2 separate regions of the Gossypium hirsutum genome follow, and region 1 is linked to region 2. The links are chromatin contacts, called in public Hi-C maps. All regions are on one chromosome and are shown on one strand. Each heading gives the region's core, a stretch centred on a gene start, on an enhancer-like site or on the middle of the called end of the contact. The rest is flanking DNA. Distances are from core to core; before and after follow the strand shown.

Region 1 (5,006 bases), core at 220-2,719, 140 kb after region 2:
AATAGAATGTGTAAGTGTTGAAGGCTAAATTTATAACTATACTACTTAAAAAAAGGTCAAATCATTATTTTTATTAATAATTTAATAAAGAGCGACCAAAACAGAAATAAATATTAACGTTAGTGAATGAAAACTTTTATAATTCATTAACCAAAACAAGAGTTTCCATCGTAGACAAATTTAAAAAATAATATTTGGAAGTTTCTTCATGGCACCCAAGATTTATCTAAATCCAAAGAAAGCCCCATATTGAAGCGTCAATAGCTTAGTAAGTCGCACATATTTGGGCTTGGAACAATAAGGATGCAAAGAACAACAGTCTAACTTGTCTTTAATGTTTCTATACCTTTCGCTCTTGTCACTTCCACAGGGTACAAATACAACTGTTCAGCTCTGAAGTGACATCCATTAGCAAATGCAGGACATCTTTAGACTTTATAATAAGGTGTCGGTTGACAAGCACAGATTTCCAACAGTTGGAAAGAAGATTCTCAGCTGATTAGCTAAATATGAAACGTATGCCACTAACCATGAAACAAAAATTCATCAGTTCTCGGGATTCAAGTCTTGGACGCTAAAAGATGAGCTTGTGAGTGGTTTTTGACCCTTCATACAGAAAGGACAAGCATGCCTTTCTGTTAATGACATATCATTATCTGTTGAAAGGGAAAGTTGTCTGAATGTGTCGAATTCCATTATGTAAATCTAGGAAGAAACCAGACATAGGAGTGGGTATTTAAGTTTTAACTCGTAAAAGGAGCAAAAGGTAACAAAACAAGGAACGGTGGCGACAATACATCACCACAAAAGAGCAACAGCTAAAATACAATTCTGCTAAAACAATATTTGTCTTTCTCATTGTCCATTTCATACAACATCAATGGCATTTGCCTACGTTTTAGATAAACAACAGAAAGAATTCAGTCCTCACGGTTGAAGCTCAATGCTGCTGGAATATGAACTACATAAACCCTCATTTTCTTCCACTTCTTTAATCGCTTCCAATTCCATTTTGAAGCCTTTCTTATCACATTATTAGGCAGTAAAAAGGGTCAGGTTTTATAGGAAGGAAACACGTTCAACTAAAATGTATTACCAATATCTCGAGTTCCATGGTTTTTAAATTCTTCTAATATTTTTTCAATGTACCCATTGTGCATTTGTTGATTTTTACCAAATTAGCCGATTAAACTAAACTAGTTCAGTTAAAGGTTTTTGAAAATTTTAATTATCAATTAATACAATTTGAAATCGGATAATTAATTGATCACCCAAAATTATTAATAATAATATATTATAGGCCCAATATATTATATAAGCTCAATATATAAAAATTAGTGTACTTATAATTATTCTTATAATGAGTTTAAAAGAATTACGAAAACTAAAAAATATTTGAAAAAAATTAAAATTAAAATTAGAAGTTAGCGAAAAATTAAAAATTTAAACAAAGAAATGTCTAATGTCTGCCTTCTCTGGCACGTCTCTGTCTACTCTCTCTGGCAGGTTTTAGGTTTTCTTGTTTTTATGTCTATTGGTTTAGCGCCGACAGTAAGTCCTTTTGTTTTCTCTTTTAGTTTGTGATTTGGCTTTTAAATCGCATCTGTTTTCAATCATGGAGTCAGAGTTTGCTGGGTTAACGATCAATGAGGAGGAAGAAGAAATTTTACAGTTTCAATTTGAACCAAAAACATTAACAGAGGTTGGGACTTTTCAATTAGTGGGATGTTTTTTAACTGCCAACATTATCCATTTTCCAGCGATGAAAACTACAATGGCAAATCTCTGGCATCCGGTTCAGGGGTACAAATTTGAGATCTAGGAGGGAAAAGGTATTTATTTCAATTTTTATGATGTTATGAATATGGAGAGGGTGCTAAAGGGATCCCTGTGGACTTTCAATAATCATCTGTTGCTATTATACAAGTTGCAGTTGACGTAGGATCCATTAATAGTTCCTTTAACCTATACTCTATTTTGGGTACAGATTCATGATATTCCTGCAGGTTTTTTCTCTGAAAGGCTGGCAATACAATTAGGGGTACTTTTATGGAATATGATGGTTCAAATATGGGAAAGAAAATCGAAATTTTATGAGAATAAGAGTCCAAATTGACATAAGACGCCCACTAAAAAGGAAGAAGCAGATTTTATTTTTTGGTAATTGTTCATATGTCAGATTTAAATAATACCGGTGACTGCCAAGAGGCAAGCCGACCGGTCACAATGAAAATCTTAAGTTGAAACGTCCGGGGTCAATGGAACCCACGAACAGTTCATAGACTTCGACATTGGCTGAGGTTATATAATCCACATATGGTCTTTTTTATGGAGACAAAAATAAATAGGAGGAGAATGGGACGGGTTCGAAGATGTGGTGATCTCGAGTGGATTATGTTTGGCTTGGGCGTGGGGATACTAATGTCAGGATCCAAAGCTATTCAAAAAGTCATATTGATGTGGAAATTGAGGATACAGAGGAAGGTAAAAAATGGAGATTTACTGGTTTTTGTGGTTCTCCCTATTCGAATAAAGAAGAATCATGAAATCTGATGATTTGTGGTGATTTCAATGAAATTTTGTATGGCTTCAAAAAACAAGGAGGCTTACCTCGAGAGGAGGGGAGAATGGAAGCATTTAGAACGGTCTTAGAGGATTGCAACCTAAGGGACATGAGATTTTCTGGAAGATGGTTTACTTGGGAAATCTGCCAGAAACAAATATTCAAGAACGTTTAGATAGGGGAGTGGCTATGGAAGAATGGTTATCTTTATTCCCGGAATTTCAAATTCAACACATATCTCATTCTTTTTCAGATCATTGCCCGTTGTTAATCACCACCAAACAGGAGGATAAGAGAAGAATTAATGGAAGTTTTAAATTTGAAGCATTGTGGGTTTTGGAGGAGAGTTTTACTTCTGAGGTTAAAAGTATCTGAGAGAATGCTGTTGGTGATTTATTGAGTAAGATGGAAAGTCTCAAGAGAGGTCTTAAGAAATGGGTTGACAAGATTCAACATAATAAGAAAGGGAGGAAAGTGGCGCTAACTTCAAACAGGAAAGGGAGGAAAGTATCTGGGGAAATTATGATAATATTTTGGCAAGAATTGAGCAACGCATTTCGATGAGAATAATTCAAAACTGAAGGCTAGATACACCAAAGAAGAGATCCGTGAGGCACTAGAAGAATTAGGCCCAACAAAAGCACTAGTGAAGGATGGATTTCCGGAATTATTCTACAAAAAATGTTGGCCAACTATCAAAGAAGAAGTTACATAATTCTGTCTTAATCTACTGAATGGAGGTATGAATATCAGTTCAATAAACAAAACTAATATAGTGTTAATTCCAAAAATCCCTGATCCTTTGAATATTACCCATTTTAGGCCAATCAGTTTATGTAATGTGCTTTATAAATTGTTGGCTAAAGTTATTGCCAATAGTCTTTGTCTTGTGATAAATAGATGTATTGATTTAGCTCAAAGTGCTTTTGTACCAGGGAGACTGATTAGTGACAATATTTTATTAGCTTGTGAAATTCTTCACACTCTGAAGAATAAAAGGGTAGGGAAAAGAGGACTTATGGCGGTGAAGTTAGATATGAGTAAAGCATATGACAAGGTTGAATGGAGTTTTGTTGAAAAAATAATGAAAAAATTAGGGTTTGATTCAGAGTGGGTTGACATGCTAATGAAATGCGTTACTACAGATCATATTCAGTAGTTTTTAATGGTGTTATTGGAGAAAAAATTTTCCCGTCTAGAGGCCTCAGACAAGGAGACCCTTTGAGCCCATTTCTATTTCTATTCTGTGGAGAGGAACTATCTAGTCTTTTAAGGCTAGCAACAGAAGGAAATTTAATCCGAGGAGCGAAGGCTAGTAGAAGTGGACAGCATATTTCACACTTTTTATTTGCGGATGATTGTATTCTGTTTGGAGAAGCCACTGAAAGAGGAGCAGTATCTTTGAAGAGGATCTTAAAGGAATATGAGCTTTGCTCGGGTCAATGCGTCAATTACAATAAGGACCCGTTCTCCTCTGCTTTTTAAACGGGCTTTTGCAACAAAAAGTGCTTTTCTCTTAAAAGCAAAGAAGAACGGCCATCGTTTCAAAATTTTTTCCACCATCTGAGAAGTGCTTTTTGGCTGATGGAGAAGTTAAAAATTTCTCCATTTCTTCAGCCAAAAGTCCGTTTGGCTGATAATTTCCCATTTTAACCTGCCCTCTCCCCCAAAAAGTTTCTTTTCTCTGGTTCTTTGGAGGAGCTCTATACCTTTTTTTCACATTTTCACTTTCAAAATTTTGGCTTACTGCTTTCGATTAGAATTTTCCCTGAAAATTCTGGATTACTGCTTTGCTTTACTCTACTCAGCGGCTGTGGTTTGGGGATTGGAATCGAGATAAAAGAAATGGAGAAGGGAAACAGGCAAGTAGTTGTTTCAGCATTGCAATTCGCTTGCACCGACGATGTGCCCACCAATCTCGCCACTGCCGAAAGGTTTCTTTTTTTTTACTCCTCCTATTACTTTCCATTTGATTAGATTTTCTGGGTCTTTCATTAATTTCGAATTGTATTATCTGATCAAACCTATATTCTGGATTTGCTTTGCTACTCTTCCACTTTCATCTGTTAAAAAGTCTCTTCATATTGGTTTTGTGGTTTCTTTTAGTTAATTCTTCCTTTAGTCTCTATTTGATTGAGATTTGGAACTGTGGTGTAAATTGTTTGTTTGATTCTTATATGAGAGTGAGCCTATTTACTATGCGGTGAAGAACCGATAAAAGAAAAACAAAGGATATAGAGACTGTTCATGGTTATAAATTGTTTTCAAAATTAATTTGGTTTCATTGGAACTGTTCAAGTTCAAACTTTTGGGCATTTTCTGCAGTTGTTCATTGGAGACACTAAGTACATTGAAGTTTGCACAGCGGGCTAAATTTATTAAGAACAATGTATGAGATCTTTGCTTAGCTACTTTTAATTCAATGCATGGCTTACTCGTCATT
Region 2 (4,936 bases), core at 1,430-3,929:
CCTACTGGTTCTGTCCCCACTTTCCGGTGCAACTTAATAAGCAGAGGACACTCATCTTGTTTAAGTTTAGGGATATGATTTACTACTGCCCTGGAAAATCTCGAAACTCGACTACAAGTACAAAAAGCCTAATCCAATCTCTCAAAAAGATTTCCTGTGTTCCAGGTGAACTTCAGCCCCTCTGTCATGAAAATTATGTTCAAATAAGAAATCATGAAAGGATTAGTAGAAGATCAGTCTCCTTGCTTTTCTTTAACGCTAAGAAGACACTTAAAATTACCTGCATTGAGACAAGGCTTCCTTATGCTATTAGTAGTAAGATGCAAATATTCCCAAAGTCGTGTGATTGGAGAAATAAATCTTGACTCCCCAAAAAATTCATGATTCCACCCAACTTTACTCATAAAGAGGTTTATAAATGACCCATCAATATCAACACAAACAAACACCCATTGAAGGAATGGCAATGCGTTTTTCTCAAGTTGATCCCTTTTAACCTGTACCACGTATCTCCTCCCCTGGTTTCCAGCTCCTCTTGATGAACCCATTTTCTCACTCTCATTTATTGGCTTTCATGGTCATGGTCAATATGCCTCTCTTTTATCGTTTTTGAAAATTTTCTTATTAATCAAGTAAACATATACATAGTGTAAATTATGTCGATGTGAATATATTTATTAAACATATATTTGGATATCGTCTCCAAATTATTATATATTTACAAAGTTTGGGATTTTATTGGTTTTTGTCTTTAAAAAAAATTAGTTGATTTTCATGCTGGTTGGCATGTGAATGTATATTGTATAAGTTGGAAGATTTTGGCTAATGAATTGGGATTTTCCAGTTGGAATATATCACTTTCACTGTGATCACAAAATCATATAGATTCTATCCTTGTGTAGTGAAATAAATTCTTATGGACCCTGGAATAAGAAAAGGTTAGTGCACTCAACAAAAACTCACTTACATCTAATTTTATTTATTAAGTTTGTATTTTAATTTAGATGGTATTATTATTATTATTATAAGAGAAAGTGGACTCATACGTTTTAAAGCACCATATCTTTTTATTTAAAGATTAAAGAAGAGTTAGGTCTACATTTATGTAATTTATAAAAGAAGAAATTTAAAACAAAATCTTTTTCTTTTATTTTTGAAAGAATATTGTTGAAATCATTTTATTTTGAAAAAAAAAACAAAAATTAGTTGTCGATAAAAATTGGAAAAATTTGGAGTCGCCACCAATCTTTTATTGAGGTGTGATTGGATCACCTAAAAAACGGCTTTGGTCTACGAGTTTTAGAAAAATGGATCCGGGAGTCAGTTACGTACGAGGAAGGGTTAGCACCCTCGTAACGCCCAAAAATTTGTACCTAGTTAATTAATTAGTATATTAATGTCGAAAGTTAAAAATATGATTCTTAGTAAAAACTTAAAAAAAATGCGTTACTTTTTAAGACTCTTCTCATTTCGGAAAAAGAAAATGTCACACCCAATACGTTAGGGCACGATATTCTACTTCTTCAAAAATGAGTTTGTCCAAAAATACCCGTGTATTAAAATTTAAAAGAATATTCGTTTGTTTAAGATTTATAAAGAAATAGCGGCCCAATACATTAGGGCACAATTTTTCAAAATTCTAAACATTTAATATTTCCTTTATTATTTTTTTAAAAAAATTTCATCTCGAGAAATCAACGCGTCACATCCAATACGTTAGGACACGATGTGTTGAATTCCCGATAACAAGCTTTTATTTGGTTTGATTAAAGAGCATTCGCGATAATTAGATTCAACGAAGAAAATTGGAACTCAATACGTTAGGGCTCAATCCTTTCTAAGATCCTAAATACGAGTATTGCATTATCTTAAAAAGCCTTCGAACAAAAATGATTTTAATGCTTTGATGACACCAAATATATTTTCTTTGAAAGTATGATAAAATGTTAATATACAACATGAAACACATGCTTTAATTTAAATTATACATGTATATGTATTTACAATATATATATAAGTACAATATATAAGTAAATTTGAAAATATGTGTATGCATATATTAAAACACATATATAAGAATACATATAAAAAAGGAATGAAATATATAAAAAAAACTTAATAATTTCCAAAAAAATATGTATATATATTACAAAAAATATATATGTATATGTGCATGGATTATAAAATAAGGAAAATGTATATGTATTATAAAATATAAGAATTGTGAAGATAAAGTAATAATAATAAAATAAAATATGTACATGTATATCTTCTACAAAAGTTTAAAACATATATGCACATATATTTTAAAAAATAAAAAAATGTATGTATGTACATAGAAATAATAACTACAATAATAATAATAATAAAAAAACTAATATTAAACTTAATTAGTAAAACAAATGCAAAGGATTAAGTTGAAATCAAAACAAATTTGAAAAAACGAAAGCAAATTAAAACAAAAGGACATTTTTGAAAAATGCGCATAATCTGAAGGGCCAAAAGGGAAATTAATCCTGTCCTTCCTAAACGCTGCGCAGCATTGGATTAAAACGTCACACGGGTAAAATATTTGAGCCAAATTAAAAAAAGCAATCGGACTTGATTAAAACGGATCGCAAAACGGAGGGCCTAACTGCGCAAATATACCATTTATGCCAGAACGCGCGGACCCTGCTTGCGGGTCGGGTCGACGCGCGGATCTGGCCTCTTAAACGGCGCCGTTTTACCTGTTTTAAGTTTTAAAAAAAGAAAAATTTAGGGAAATGTTTTGTTTTTCCCCTGAAGCAGAAACTGCTTCTTTTACAGCATGTTTGGTTATTCCGTGGGCCCACCTAATCACCCGTTTGGTTCAATGGAATGCCTATTACGGGCTTATTCCATTACGGGTCTATGCCAAAAATTGGCTGATTTCTGGGGGATTTCTATTCCCTTCCCAGACCACCGATTGGCTATTCCTTCCCATTTTTTACCCTCCCAACCCAAAAGCCCCAAAAACAAGAGCAAGCAGAAGCTGCCAGCAAAGTCACCCCACAAGGCTCCACCCGCTCCCGATTCACTATTTCAGGCTAGTGCTTCTTCATTTTATACGCGGCTGATTTCTCTTTTGCTAGTTCCTTCTTTCATTGCGTATCCACACGGTTCAGATTGCAAGGGTTTCCTCTGCGGCACATCTTTTCCTTTCTTTTATTTAAAATTGCTGAATCCTATGGTTTCCTTTTCTCTGGTTCATATCTGAGTTTTTTTAAGGCGATTTCGCTGTTAAATTTTGGCGAAGATGCTTCGGCATATGGCCGGCGGGAATGTCCACTGCGTCTCTCGTGAGTTTCGCCTTTTTTTACCTGCGCCGACGTGTATGCTATTTCTTGTGAATTTAATTGACTTCGGGGGCTTCTTTCTGGTGAAGTTTCTCCCGTTCGTTCTTTTTCTCTATTTGGTCGTATAAAATCTTCTTTTTATTTGAAAAAAAAATCTGAAAGGAATCAATGGAGGGGCTGATAAAATACCCTAAAATTGAACCAGAAGACAACCAGTTTCAATTTTTATCTTCCCAGGTAATTCTTATTATTTTTTCTCTCATGTTAAATATCTGTTTGGTTGCATTGAAAACCAAGGAAAAGGAACTGGAAAGTTTGTAAATGCTGTTTCTCTGCTTTTTCTAATTGGGTTTAGCCCAGATGGTTGAATGAATACCCTTAACTAAGATGGAATACAATTTTCTATTGTTTATTCTTTTTTTCTTTGAAAAGGGAGCATCTGTTAGTTTTAGTTTTCTTTTTGTTTTGGATTAATTGTTATTTGGCTTCTCCAAGTAGAGGGTTGTTCTTAGTATTTCTTTGTATGAAAAAATTTGAAGGTTTTTATTGGATGCCTGAGATTGATCGCACTGTTTTAGCATTGCTGCATTGTTAAGGATAGTCAGTAGCTGTTAGTCAAGAGTAGCTGTTAGTCGAAGCTGTTATACAATTGGTTCAATTGTAACTATTTGCTATCCATTATAGTCTGCTAAGGAGTTAATAGTAGCTGTTAGTCGAAGCTGTTATACATATTCTTGTATGAATAGCTATAGAGACTTTATTGTAAAGAGATCATCTTTGCATATTGATGGTATTTCAATATCAGATGTCTTTCTTCTTGTATGTTTAGTGTGTATCTTGATATGCATTGATGTGATTTCCCAGTATTAGAGCAAAGTCATTGTTTAAATTGTAGGTTATTTAATTTGATATGGATTTTAGTATGGCAGCAAGTTTTATGTCGAAATGTACCTATAGGCTATAGCATATTTTGCTTCTTTTTTTTTCTTTTTGCTCGCATAATATGCTTATCTTTGTTGTTTTAGTTTGTGGAATAACTTGTTAATCTTGGTGAATGATAGCTATTTTTATTTTGATTTTGATTTTGTTATTGTTGTTTATTGGTTCAAGGAAAAACAATAGTGTTTTTTTTAATGATGGTGTTAGGATCTGGAAAAAGTGGAGGAAAGTAGAGAAAAATGGACTCTTACAGATACCGATGTTATGCAAGATGGAAAGCAGCTTAAAAGGTCTGCAAGTGAAGTACATCCTAGAGTTAGTGGATGCAATAGTATGGAAATTCTTTAGAGCGATGGAAATCAGAAAAAAGGAGAAGCTTTTTTACTATGATACCCCATGTTCTGAAGAAACTGGAGTTTGGGTACCTGTGTCTGTCCCTCCTGTGTCTGAAAATAAACATGAAGAATGGGATAGAGGCCCATGTCTGAATGGAGGATACTTTCCTGATGATGGTGTACGATCAAATCAGTTTATTGGAGAAAGTAAGGATCTGACCATGTGGGATGTGTTCAGTGAGATGTTAATAGTCGCTCGAGGCAAAGTGAGTTCTATAGCTTCAGGTGATGTTCAAAGATATGGGATCACTTGGTTATCCAGCCATCTTCTTGAACAAACTTGGA

What was found. Hi-C and Micro-C count contacts between places; a contact is called where the count stands out from the background.
Region 1: a Hi-C map of leaf shows a contact between it and region 2, with 2.4 times the contacts expected there. The contact joins the promoter of LOC107945326 here to the promoter of LOC107945319 in region 2. A contact is called at or near these places in 3 of 34 Hi-C or Micro-C datasets (callus and leaf).

Annotation. Positions count from the first base shown.
Region 1 is chrD12:25,380,660-25,385,665 of Gossypium_hirsutum_v2.1, forward strand. It overlaps LOC107945326 (kinesin-like protein KIN-12E), which reads left to right and starts at 1,470. Exons shown (of 6, transcript XM_016879287.2): 1 at 1,470-4,497; 2 at 4,889-4,952. The coding sequence starts at 4,409.
Region 2 is chrD12:25,238,174-25,243,109 of Gossypium_hirsutum_v2.1, forward strand. It overlaps LOC107945319, which reads left to right and starts at 2,680. Exons shown (of 2, transcript XR_001696490.2): 1 at 2,680-3,320; 2 at 4,464-4,936.